2 separate regions of the Zea mays genome follow, and region 2 is linked to region 1. The links are chromatin contacts, called in public Hi-C maps. All regions are on one chromosome and are shown on one strand. The core of a region is the stretch at or near the end of the contact, and the rest is flanking DNA. Distances in the headings are between cores, read along the strand shown.

Evidence for each region. Hi-C and Micro-C count contacts between places; a contact is called where the count stands out from the background.
Region 2: a Hi-C map of leaf shows a contact between it and region 1, with 4 times the contacts expected there. The contact joins the promoter of LOC542512 here to the enhancer-like site in region 1. A contact is called at or near these places in 2 of 25 Hi-C or Micro-C datasets (ear and leaf).

The regions. Positions count from the first base shown.
Region 1 is chr7:88,649,773-88,656,400 of Zm-B73-REFERENCE-NAM-5.0, forward strand. No RefSeq gene overlaps it. Among protein-coding and RNA genes, the nearest start is that of LOC100502249, 30 kb to the right of the region's middle. Within about 2 kb of position 3,894, at least 18 of the 20 cell types and tissues checked have an H3K27ac peak or open chromatin away from gene starts, as enhancers often do. A contact at or near this core is called in ear and leaf, where this site is marked.
Region 2 is chr7:88,804,552-88,811,245 of Zm-B73-REFERENCE-NAM-5.0, forward strand. LOC542512 (VEF family protein) reads left to right here and starts at 2,776. Exons shown (of 21, transcript NM_001112060.1): 1 at 2,776-2,960; 2 at 3,593-3,761; 3 at 3,900-3,955. The coding sequence starts at 2,926.

The DNA.
Region 1 (6,628 bases), core at 2,644-5,143:
TTCTGTCATCCAGTCTCCGGGCCATCTCTTCCGAAAAGTTGGCACGGGACAGCTTGACCCGGACCGAGAAACGAAACTGTAGCAGCCAAAATTATTGTGATACTGTTCCTTACCCCAAGGTTTTGTTTCGTATGATAATTCGTGTATATTGCAGAAGCTTTTTGCATCAGGCTTCAGACCTTGGCTTCTCACGGCCCACACGAAGATATTCAGCCTTATGATTGCCTCGGGGGTAAGTTGATGAAGATAGACTTCGAAGATTTTCAGCACCTCCACGACGAAGCTGCTCAAGGGAAATCGCAGTCCAGCTTTCAAAAAGCTTCGGTACACTACGACTTCATTCTCTTCAGGGTGTGGACAAGTTTTTCCCCTTCGTCGGCCCTCACAATGGACAAATCCCGGAAATACCTTCCTCTCATGTTGACCAGATGATTCTCTTTGATAGTTGATTTACCATAAACTGAATGGCTTGGTCGCCAGGGACGATCTTCGGAGTCTTCACCACCACTGTCCACATCATAACTGTCACTGTCACCAGTATCTTCAGACAAACCTTCCAGAATCTCCTTGGTGATTTTTTCTGTATTGGTCTTTGACATCGCTATAAGAAACCCCAAGTTTTTCTCTTCGTCGAGGCTCAGCTTCATCTCAGCAGCAGCCTTCTTATCTTCAGACATCTTCGGAGACACTAAAAAACTATTTTCAAAGCCAAAGCTTCAAAACTAAAAGCTTAGCAAATCTTAGTGCACAAGAGCTAAAAATTGAGTGAGCGGGAGCAGATGGCCAGAGAGCGTGTCAAATGAGTTTGCGGTATGACCGTATTTATACGCCAAATGCGTTGAAAATTGACAGACCCCGCTTGTCAGTGAATGTTGCTATTCTAGCAAAGGGAAGGTATTTTTTCGGACCTTCGGCGTAAAGCCTTCGTCCATGTCGCAATCTAAATTTATTATTTTAAACAAATTAATATTGCGAGGGGCTACTGTTGGGGGCCTTCGGCTTCCGAAGGTCCTCAAAAACAGGATTTAACAGTATTTCTGGAGTATAATGTGTGAACAGGTATCTTCGGACACAAGTCGGCATCACAGTAGACCAGAATAATACGAAGGTTGATACAGCGCCGAAGGTGTGAGCAGGAAAGCTTCGGCGTGGCAACAAAAAGCGAAACCGACTTAAAGATGAAAAGGCTATTTAGACCTCGATAGATTACTATAGAATCATTATCAAGTGTAAAGGGCATGAATGTAATTTTGTATGGGTTGTGCCCCGTGCCTATAAATAGGTGAACAGTACCCCCGTACTGTTCACGCTGACTTGGCATTCACTTTTGCGTCACGCTTGTACTTTCATTTCCTTCAAGTTGAAGGTACATCTGTAATTCAATGTTATTTCTGTTTATATATAATAATAATATATAATTATCTATGTTATCCTTTATATTCCTTACAATTCATTCTTCGTCGCTATATAATGTATTTATGAAGGTACGCCCTTCATAACCTTCGTCCGAAAACCATTATATCCTAAGGGGAATAATGCTTCGTAGGACGAAGGATTTAACCGATTAACATTTTCTATGTTGCCTTGTTCTTATAGCATTTGAGAACAAGTCCCCAACATGTACAAATTTTACACTTAGCCCCCTAGGGTTCCCATCTAGGGTTTTCCAGGGGTCTTTTCGGAGTTTTTAACACTTTAGGGTTTTGGTGCTACCCAAGTCCATTACATGTGATATCTTATGATCATTTCTAATAAGTTTTGAGATTTTAACTTGTTTGGGCTTCATTGTCACTCATAAGCCTAGTTTAGGGTTAAGTACTCTACCCTAGGGTTACACACATACCAAGTCACACCAATACAACTTGTTTGAAATTTTTGCCTAGTGAATGCACTCTAAGTGTAACAAACACATGATATGCTAATGCTCATGATATTATGCTCAAGTTTTAGTGACAGTAACACAAGAGGTGTTACACGCGCGGCTAAGGGGAAGGGAGATGGGCCGAAATGAGTTGCGCCGAGGGCCCAGTTCTAGCTATTGTTTTCCCCTTTTTATTTTATTTTCTTTTTCTTTTCTCTTTTCTTGTTTTTTTTCAAATTTACGTTTCAAATTTGAATTCATATTTGTGGAGTTCATATTTAGGTTAAATATCTACATTCGAATAACAGTATGAAGCGAATTTAATTCATTATATATATATTTTATCTAATTTGTATAGTATTTTTCTTCTCTTTTCCCAAATCCTAGAATCCCATTAGATCTTAAATTCCAAATTGGCTACTAATATATTTCTCTTAACATTATTTTTATATAGTTACCAAATGCACACACAAATAAACCTCATCATGATGCATATATTATTTTAGGTGCCATTAGTTAATTAATACCTTTAGGGATGGTTGTTCACATGTTATAATAAATAGAGGCAAAAACATATATGTGAATCCACTATATTTTCATTCTACACTTTTGGGTATTACAGGCTAGACGTGAGCAGCAGTACCACATGGAATGATGCCCATGAACATCAAGAACATGGAAATAGAATTGCAACATAGTTTCAAGAACTAATTCCTTCTGTGGCTAGACGTAAACAACAGTACCACATGGAAGGGAGAATGTTTTTGACAAATATAATAACAACCAAAAATGACTCGTCATTAGCTGGTGAAGGCCTTGGCTAATAGTATATCACTAGGCTTTATATTGATGTAGCGAGAATGGCGGTCACGCAGCCTTCATTCCGGATTTGCTTGTCACCATTTTAATAAAGCATTTCGGCTGTAATATTGAAATGCAGTATATAAGAACTTATCATCCGTAATGAGTGCATGTGTTGTATTCATAGAAGGTTTAACAAAATAAATTTTTAACACAACATTTAGTAGGTTTTTAATGCTAAAAGTAAATACAGGTAATTTGTAGCAACAATTCTAGGTGGGTTTACATAAATCGCAGTGAGAATAATTACTATATGACAACAATTTCAGTAAATTGAGAATTTGAATAATTTTAACGCAAAAAGTAAGTTAGTGTAAAATATGAAATTATGCCATCTTGAATGAATAGCATGGTTCACTCCATAAGTTAGGAGCAACTGCCAGTAAGTGCTTCATGCAATGTCCGAACTCTGACCATGCTGTTGTGGCATGCTGCTTTTCCAGTATGAGATAGTAGACATGTCGTTAGGCCAAAAACAATGTGAAATAAAACTATTAAAAGTAAGATTGTCCATCATTTGAAAGCAATTATTTCAAAGAGTAAATAGATGAGTAAATATAAGATATTCTGTTAATGGGCAAGATACTTGTAAACCCTAGAATAGAGTACCCATGACTCTAGTCATTGGAAATAATAAAGGAGCTCTTTTGATTATATGACTTATTCATGAGGCATATTTTCTTTCAAATAAATACCAAATAAACACATGAACTTATGCATCATGCTAGACTTCCTTTGTTTGTGCATCAAACACAAATTTATAATTAAAACAAATCTAGCTTTGAATTCAAATTTGAGCACTGAATAATATGGGAGCAAAAGAGTTAAAGAATGGAGAATAAATAATAATCATAACTAATAATTATCACAAGCAGAAGAAGTATTAGTCATATTAGAAGTTTGTGTGATATTTGCAATTCTGGAGTTCAAAAGAGAAATTTAAATCTAGTTTGGATCCTTGAATTTGGAAATAGAAAAGAACAAAAAAAGAAGAAGAGTAAAAGAGAAATAAAGAGAAGCACTTGTGTTGGGTCGTGGCTGCATTATCGGCCCACCTCACTTTCTCTCTGCGTGGCCCAACTGCAAACCCTGCGCTCCGACCTATGGGCCACAGATGTGAGCCGATCTCAGCCGTGCGAACTCGTGAGCGCATTTATATGCCTACAACGTGGGTCCGGATGGTCAGCGTCCACCAGTGATGTGGGCCAGCCTTGTCAGTACTCCCCCCCTCCTAGAGATAATCCCGGGGTCGGCTTCAACCGAATGCCGCGAGATCCCTGCTGGTGGGCGCGGACTTGGGCGTCTCCCAGGGGTAAATAAGGATGCCCTCGACCCCTACGCATCCTGAGGCACCACTAACCGAGGTCCTGAGTGTCGCCCCAGCTAAAGAGCCCAAGTAGAAATCTGAGCGCGGCCGGTGAGGGATCGAGGGCAACTGTGAGTGTTCTCTCACCGGGCAGTTGTTGCGGGTCACCGAGGTGGGCACGCCAGCCGTGTTCGCGACCTCGCCATTGAAGGTTGCAGTCTTGGTTGATAAAGGAGTCATCCTCGGGGAGTGATCGCTGCCGTGAAACCATTGCGCGGCGTGGAGAACTTCCCTGCTACCTTGACCTACGGTATAAATACCTCTCTCTCGTGTATATATATTGCTTCCTCAGATTTTTTCCACCTAGTAGTAATGGATGGGGAGCTCGATCCAACGGCGGGTATTGTCTGTCGATATCGCCATCGTGACATGCCGGGTCACCTGACCGGCGCTGGTGTCACGAGGTAGAAGATGGCTACCAGCCGTTGGATGTTGCAGACGGTGGTGATTAGATTGGGTGTAACGGTTCGGCCGAGTAGGGTTGCGAGCTATCGAGCTCGCGTTGGACGTTTCGGATTAGCACATGAACCTACCCCCATCGCTGCAGTATGATCTGGCCGTCGATCGGTTAGCTAGCTGTTAGGGTGTCATGGGGGCCTCGGACCGTAGATCCCCCATCCGAGGACTCGTATAGCATACTGGTCATTTAACCGCGCCAATCTAATTTGAATCGTCTGTGTCCGATCTGGTGGCCTATATGTGACGGTACCCCACCGGCCGCCTATTTTATATAAAAGGCCCCGGATTCTTTCAAAATAAACCCGCTGTCCTAGTGAGAGTAATGGGGTATTTAACTCGGGTCTTCGAATTCATAAATTGAACCCTGAGCTTTCCGGTATTTGTACTCGCAGCCCATTTAATCTAGGGGATTACAGAAAAGCTCTTAATAACTGTTTTTAGGTCTAAAATAAATATAAAAAATACTAGGAGCTTGGAAAAATCATAACTTCTTTGTTTTAACTCCTTTTTGATCCATTCTAGTTGCATTAAATTCATATTAATATTGTTTATCATCTGATAACTTTTTTTGTCATGAAACATAGATTAAAAGTATGCACTTAATTTACTCTATATCAAACACTTAAAACTTCGGAAAATCATAACTCTTTAACCGTAACTCCGAATTTAGTGATTCTCAAACCTACGATCTCATTATGATGCGTAGAATATTATCATGCATTCGGTTCTGATGTTTGGTGTGATGTTAATTTCTCCTGTACCATGTTTGTTTGTATTGTTGCGAGTAGACGAGCAAGCAACCGTGGAGCCAGGTGCTCAGCAGGTGGAAAATACTAAGCAGGGGCTCATTGAAGGCAAGTTGTGCCCTTGATCACTTCTATTTACCCAATAATGTTCCTGTTAGTCATTATGATCTGTATAGGTTAATTTTATGGGACCCAATAGGTCACCCTAGTTTGGTTATCTTTATACCTTGTTTACCACTGAACTTTTGGGTAGTACCTGCTATTGCTTTATGTGGTTTTGGGTGTTAAGATACACATTATTCATGATCATGCTTTTATTACCAATGTGCAAGATCATTATGTTAATTGGAACGTGGAGCGACCACCCGGGAAAACAGTGCTACCACAAGGGTGGTATGGGACACCCTTGGCTGACTAATTAAGAAAGCTAGTGGAGGACTACCTTACATGAAAAGGGCAAGGGCGGTATTGGAGTTGTCAGTATAGGGAGGTTCTCAGGTTGATTTTGCTGAGATGGCTTTTCAGACGGAGGATTCCTGTATTGCGCTCCTCAGAAACCGTAGCGGATTTTCAGAAGTTAGTGGAACTTTGTAAATGCCTCGTAGTGTTACCCTGTTTTGCTTCATTGGTGGAGGTGTATGGGGCCCGTACAACTCCGTGGCAGATGGGTAACATGACTTGTGGGTAAAGATGTGCAACCTTTATAGAGTGTAAAACTGGTATATCAGCCGTGCTCATGGTCATGAGCGGCTCGGACCCTCACATGAGTAACTTATAGAATTAAATTTAATTGGTCATTTGCATCGCATTGTGGTTTATTTATTAATTGCGATCTCTTATTTTTTGGGGTTGGTATTTACTTATACTTAGTAACTGCTAATAAAATTTGACCAACTTATTAAAAGCAGTGCTCAGCTTTAACCATTATTTGTTGATCAGCCTTACACTTCACATGAGCTCCCACCTTTGGTGCGTTGATGCACATTATTCCCCACAACTTGTTGAGCTATGATCTTTTGTGAGCTTACCCTTATGATATATAACCCCCACAAGAGAAGAACAGGTAGCCCAGGAGGAGGACTACTACGAGGAGTACAAGGAAGTCTAGGTGGCGTCTCTCAATCAGCTTGATGGCGTCGAGGAATAATTATTAGTTCACTTTATTATTATCATTTATTTTTGTAAGACACTTCTGCTATGTAATAATGTGGTGACATTTATCTCTATACACTTGGTCATTATTTGTGTTGTTTTCTTTGGCGCACATATGAGACGCACCTAGCTTTATCCCTTAAATCCGAGTGTGACAATACTCATAAACGACAGCACCTCTCG
Region 2 (6,694 bases), core at 1,526-4,025, 150 kb after region 1:
TTTGATACTACACTTCTTTTTTGGTGGCTCAAAGTCATCATCATCATCCACACTAGGCATGGGGATCTTTTTAGCATCGACATCAACACCTCTCTTTCTATGTTGCGGAGGATCACCATCACATCGCGTATTTGTAGGGTCTCCGGTGTCTGTCGAGTGCGGGATGTCAACATTAAAGCATTCTTGACTTGACTCAATGATTAATCGCTTCCGATTGGTTGGGAGTCAATCAACCTTCCGCATAATTGAAGCAGCAGGCTGCGGAGCAACAATGTAAAACATATGTGCTTTATTGAGTTACATCAACATATACACCAGTGATTATATGAAATAATTGTACACTCTACACACTCATACACATTATAATTCCTCAATTGTGTTATATGGCCCTACCAACATAGATGGTAAGTGAAGGAAACATCATAAAAGTCGTATCATTGCATTGTAGAAATTGGCATAAACATCTATGCATACCAACAGAATGTTCATATAAAACAATATTTATCCAGTGACTAACCAGGAAAATAAACATTTATGCAGTAGTAGTAGTGACTAACCAGCAAAATAAACATTTATGCAGTAGTAGTGACTAACCAGCAAAATAAACATTTATACAGTACTAGATACATCCAATAACTTTCCCTTGCCCAAAGTCAACAAATGTCAGAATGAAACTGTATCCATCCATACAAGAGACTAGATGCTATGAAGCAATTTTCTGTTCTCATATCCCGGCAAGCAAATAGGACAGTGCTCAAAATGGCCATATACATTTATGCATACCAACACAATGTCCATAAAACGACATATAACCGATAAAATATTTCCCCCGGCTTTCTTTGATGTGATGGTGGATCTACCTATGCATCTACCTGATGAGGCATTATTGCGAGGTCCTGTGCATTATGTTTAGATGTACCCAATTGAAAGGCGATTGTATACTTTGAAGCGCCATGTGAGGAACAGGGCACGACCGGAAGTCTCCATCGTTGAGGCATATAATGCGGACGAGAGCTTGACATTTTGCTCTAAAAACATGGATGACGTCGAAACAAAATTTAATCGGGAACCAAGAAATAAAGGGTTTTCTAATGAGGAAGCATATACTGTTGATGTTTTTGGGCATGCAGTTAATTTTACCGCTGCCCTGAATAAACATTCATATCCTGACAAACAAAAATAAACATTTATGTAGTAAACAGAAAACCAATTTAGCGTAAGTAGATCACCTGTGGTTTCTTTGTCATCGACGGCCAGAAAATCCATTAGAGGTTGAAACGCAACAACCTAGCCGACCGTGATGGAGTTGGGCACCTGGAATACGGTGCAGTGATTAACGCCTCACAAATACGACACACGATGCATAAGAAAATGGAGGAGATGAATGGGGAGATTGGGAAGTAGCAGTGTAGGGCATAAAATTTGCAGAGGAACTTGAGCACATTGGGAAGCCGGACGACCGTCGGCGGGCGTGTAGAAGACCAATGTGACGCGGGGCGGAGGATTGTCAGCGGCGGGCGCCTCGACGACACTGTCAACGGCGGCGCCGATTAGGGTTGAGGGCGTGCAGGGGCGGAGGAACGACGAATCGCCCTGGCGACACCTAAAGAATCGCGGCGAGTCGACCAGGAAGGTTGACTGCGCGGGGAGTTAGGGTATAGAAGTGTTTGACCGCGTGGAAAGTGGGCCTAAGCCGGTATTTCTGGAACGTGGGTTCGGATGAGGTATTTACGCTAAATCGATATTGTGGCATAAACATTGGATGAAAATAGCGTAAACATGTTTTGACTATGGCAGTGGTGGTTGACCGCGTGGAAAATGGGCCTAACCCGCTTTTTCTCGAACGTGGGTTCGGGGGTGTTACTCTGTTTACGCTAAATTGGTTTGCTGTTTGCGCTAAATTGGTTCACTTGCATAAATAGTGAACGGACGTGGGCTTAAATAGATTTATTGGTGTTGATGGTCGGGGCTCTCTACAGTTATATAGAGCCCAGAGCTCTTAATAGATATACTATATATACACATATGATAAATTTTGTATTAATAAATCATAAAAATATGTTTTCTAATAATTAGGTGGGCGTGAATGTGGAGCCAACAACCAAGGTTGAAACACCCACTTATACATAATTTTAACTTATTTTTTTTACATAAACTCTCCTATTATAATAATAGAGAAGAGATTATAGGAGTGCGGGTTGATTCTAAAAATGCAGGATTTTTTTGAAAAATATCGACGCGGGATGGCCGTTAAAACTAGTGCTTTAATATAGTAAGATAAAAAATATTTTTTATATAAACTCTCCTATTATAATAGTAGAGAAGAGATTATAGGAGTGCAGGTTGATTCTAAGAAATACAGTTTTTTTTTAAAATATTGACGCGGGACAATCGTTGAAACTGATGCTTTAATATAATAAAGATTAAAATATTTTTTATATAAACTCTATTATTATAATAATAGAGAAGAGATTATAGAAGTGCGGGTTGATTCTAAAAAAATGCATGTTTTTTTGGAAAAATATTGACGTAGGACAACTCTTGCTTTAATATAGTAAAGATCTATTAAAGTTGCTCTAACTATTATTAGATGTGTCCTCGGATAGAGTCCTAAACCCAACGAAACACGCATAAGCAAAAAAATGTTTTCATTACAACATGTACCCCTGCACTAGGAAAATAAGGCACTCGGCACTCGTGAGCCGTCGCATTTCCCCCCGTGTGACCAATTCCTCTCCGGGCCGAGCAGCCGTTCCAATCCGCTCACGCCGCCTCTCTCGCTGCCCCGCTTGACCGCCTGCTAGCGCTGCAGTTTGATGCTGATGACCTGATCCCTCCGTTGGGTAGGTTCTTGGGCGCGGAAAGAACAAAGAACTCGTGGTGGGTCCGGGTCCGCAAGACCCTAGGTGTTCGTCAGCAGCGAGGATGCCCGGCCTGCCTCTGCCTCAATCGTTAAATCAGTAAGTGGATAAATGGTTCAAGGGAGGGATTACGCGTGGGTCAAGAACGTCTGTTTGGGCAGGCAGCGAGAGATTGTGGCTTAGTGCCTTAGTAAAGTGCATAGCGATGCGTCTTAGTTCGTGTCTGTTCAGTCAGGTAGTGAGAAAGAAACTCTTAATAGTAGATGGCTAACATCGGTATAAACGACCGGTCACTTTGTTGGTTCTGGATCTTGCCGCGCCCGTATTCATGGCATAGCGACACTGGTTTTGCACACTACTCCCTCCATTAATACATTGCTTTATGTATGTCTAGAGACAGTGTAATGGAGGGTGTACTTGAATTACCACCGACAAACTTAAAGAAAATATTTACATAAAGAGCTATATATTGAGCAATTCTCGCCATCCTTGGGTCACGTTCTGTGTTTTGAAATAGAAATAGAACCACCTACAAACTTAAAGAAAATATTTACATAAAGAGGTATATATTGAGCAATTCTCGCCATCCTTGGGTCACGTTCTGTGTTTTGAAATAGAAATAGATAGTCCAGCTGCTCTGTGGATGCACAATTATGGACATGTTGTGGTTCTTGTTCTTCAAGTGAGACGGGATGCATTCTGTTGTTATATGAAGTTGTGCTTGTATGCAGGAATATTGGATGTGAATATGCCTATCCTGGGTCTACAGGCCAGGCCTTCCGTCAGCAGCTAAGAACTGCATTGTCTCCAGATGAGAAACTTACCGCTGAAAAAGATTTGGCTCTGTATTGCAAGCCAGTCGAGCTCTACAATATTATTCAACGGCGAGCCATGAAAAATGTAAAGTCCATCCTACAATTATGCTCCCTTCTTTCAACATTGTTCACAACTTCACATGATCATGCTTGCTCTGCAGTAACTGTAACCATTATGTGCAATTGATTTGAGATACCAATGATGCTTCCCTGAATTTTGCAGCCCCTTTTTATTCAAAGATGCCTTCTTTATAATATACATGCGAGGAGGAAAAAGAGGTTTGAATCTTTAATGGACAGTCATGCATTTAGATGTTTTCATCCTAGGCATACATTGTTCCATCTTGAGCTGAGCACCTTGTTGTCAACTACTTTAGTAATTCCTCTTTATTTTATATCATGGCATGGTTGGTGGGCCAGCCATGCATGCACAACAACAAATTAGGATTGGGATGATTAGTTTCATTTGCTATTTTCTTTTGCTATGCGTAAAATTCTCCTGCGTCTGTTCCTATGTTTTAGGCCAAGGCCATAGCAAAGGGGCTAATTAGATTGTCTCCAACAACTTACCCATCCTATCTCTCATCACATCTCCTATTTCAAACTTTGATGAAATAAATCATGTGGTCAGCAGCAGTTGCAATCTTGACTGCTGCAGGACAGCAGCAGCAGCAACCTTTTGACTGCTGCAGGACAGCAGCAGTTGCAGCACAACAGTCTTTTGATTGCGCAGGACAACATGCAATAGCAGTCTTTTGACTGCGCAGGACAACAGTAGCAACACAACAGTCTTTTGACTGCACTTTAGTATCTAAAGGACAGCACCTGTGTGCTGCAGTGTGTAGTGTAATGTGTAGTGCAGCCCCTAGGGCTATAAATATGTGTCCCCAACCCTTCTAAGGGTATGTCATTTGAGTAGTGTGTGAGAAATAAACGAAAATTGCCCCAACTCGTAGTGTCATCCTCTGGATGAGAGTTAGAGTCCCTCTGCTTACAATTGGTATCAGAGCCAAACTATCCTGCAGAGTAAACATCTCTTGCTCATCTCCTTCCCGCGCCTCTCCCCACACTCAGTCGGCAGCAAGAACTCCAACTGTTCCTTCCTCTCCTGCTCAGACGAGCAGCCTTTCGTCTGAGACAACCTCTTCCACACGCAACGACCCCTCACTAGCCCACCATGTCCCTACGCTTGGTCACTTCGAGTGCGCGGCGCCAGCAGGAGGCCGAGGTCGCCGTGGCACAAGAACGTGAGCGAGCAGCAACAGCGGCTGCAGCGACAACGGCGAGGGCATCACGGCTGGCGGCGACGGAACTGCAGCAGCGAGAGTAAAAGTAGAAGCAGCGGAGGCGGCAGATGCTGCACGTGCGGCGGCAGGAGAGCTCGAGGCTCTGCACGGCAGTAGAGCCGGCAATTCTGCTTCTGTCGACGACAACACCAACGAAGAGCTCAGGCTGGCGAGGGAAGCAGCGCGAGAGCAGGCGGCACAGTGGGCAGCTGCGCATCCCCATGAGGGCGCGCGTGGCGGCAACCCAGATAGGCATCGACGCGCCGACGGTGCTCCGGGCGAGGGCGCACGCAGCGGCAGCCCAGACGGGCGTAGACACGCCGACGGTGCTCCCGGCGGCGACGACCGAGTCGACGGAGATCGCGGCCTCTACAAGCAGCGCGGCTCTCCCTCCCCGGATCGGTACCATGGTCGCCGCGGGGCCCAGGCCATTGTCAGGGACATCGGTCCCGGCGGTGGATGGCCTACCCACACCAAGACCAACTACGTCGAGTGAGCCGCGGTGATGAGGGTACGTCTCCAGGTTCGCCACATGTGGGAAGCAGTTCGGTACGGCGACGTAGACTACTACGAGGATCGACGGGCGCTAGATGCCCTCATTGCTGCAGTCCCGCCCGAGATGCAGTTTTTGCTTTCCCAGAAGCGGACTGCCAAGTAAGCCTGGGACGCCATCGCTGCGACCCGCATCGGCAGCGACCGTGCCCGCAAGACCACACTGCAGGCACTTCGCAAGGAGTGGTAGAACCTGGCCTTCAAGCCAGGTGAGGACGTTGATGACTTTGCTCTCCGCCTCAACACTCTGTTGCAGAAGAAGGTGCAGTTCGGCGATGACACCTATGATGAGGAGAGAGCTGTCGCGAAGCTCTTCCGTTGCATCCTCGAGAAGTACAAGCAGATCGCTCGCTCGATCGAGTCTCTGCTAAACCTCTCCACGATGACGATCGAAGAGGTGATAGGTCGTCTCAAGGTCGTCGACGACGACGAACCACAGGCTCTCTCTGGGCCTATCACCATCGGCGGGAAGCTACATCTCACTCGGGAGTAGTGAGAAGCCTGCCATGGTGACAAGAAGAAGGGGGAGTCCTCCTCGACACGTGGCCGCAAACGCGGCAAGCCGCGCAAGGCGCGTGGAGGCGCCTAGGCCGGGGCGCGAGGACATGCTGAAGGTGGTGCCCGCGGAGGCGCCCAAGGCGCCGCCGTCGGCAACAAGAAGCCAGCACGAGACGACGACTGTCACAACTGTGGCAAGCTTGGCCACTGGGCCAGGGACTGTTGACAGCCATGACGCGGCCAGGCCAACATCGCACAGGCGGAGGCGGAGGAGGCTCTGCTCCTAGCACATGCAAGCATCGAGCTATCTCCAGCGGCACCGGTCGCAGCGGCACTCCTCCACATTGATGAGTCGAAAGCACGCGTTTTCCTCGGCGGCGGATCCAGCAAAGACATGATCGAAGGTTGGTGCCTCGACACCGGCGCCACTCATCACATGACCGGCCGACGGGAGTTCTTCACCGAGCTTGACTCTAGCGTCCGAGGCTCCGTCAAGTTTGGGGACGCCTCCGGCGTAGAGATCAAGGGCGCCGGCTCAGTCATCTTCACCGCCGCGTCTGGTGAGCACAGGCTGCTCACCGAAGTCTACTACATCCCCGCATTGAGGAACTCTATCATCAGCTTGGGACAACTGGATGAGAACGGTTCGCGCGTGGAGGTCGAGCACGGAGTCATGAGGATC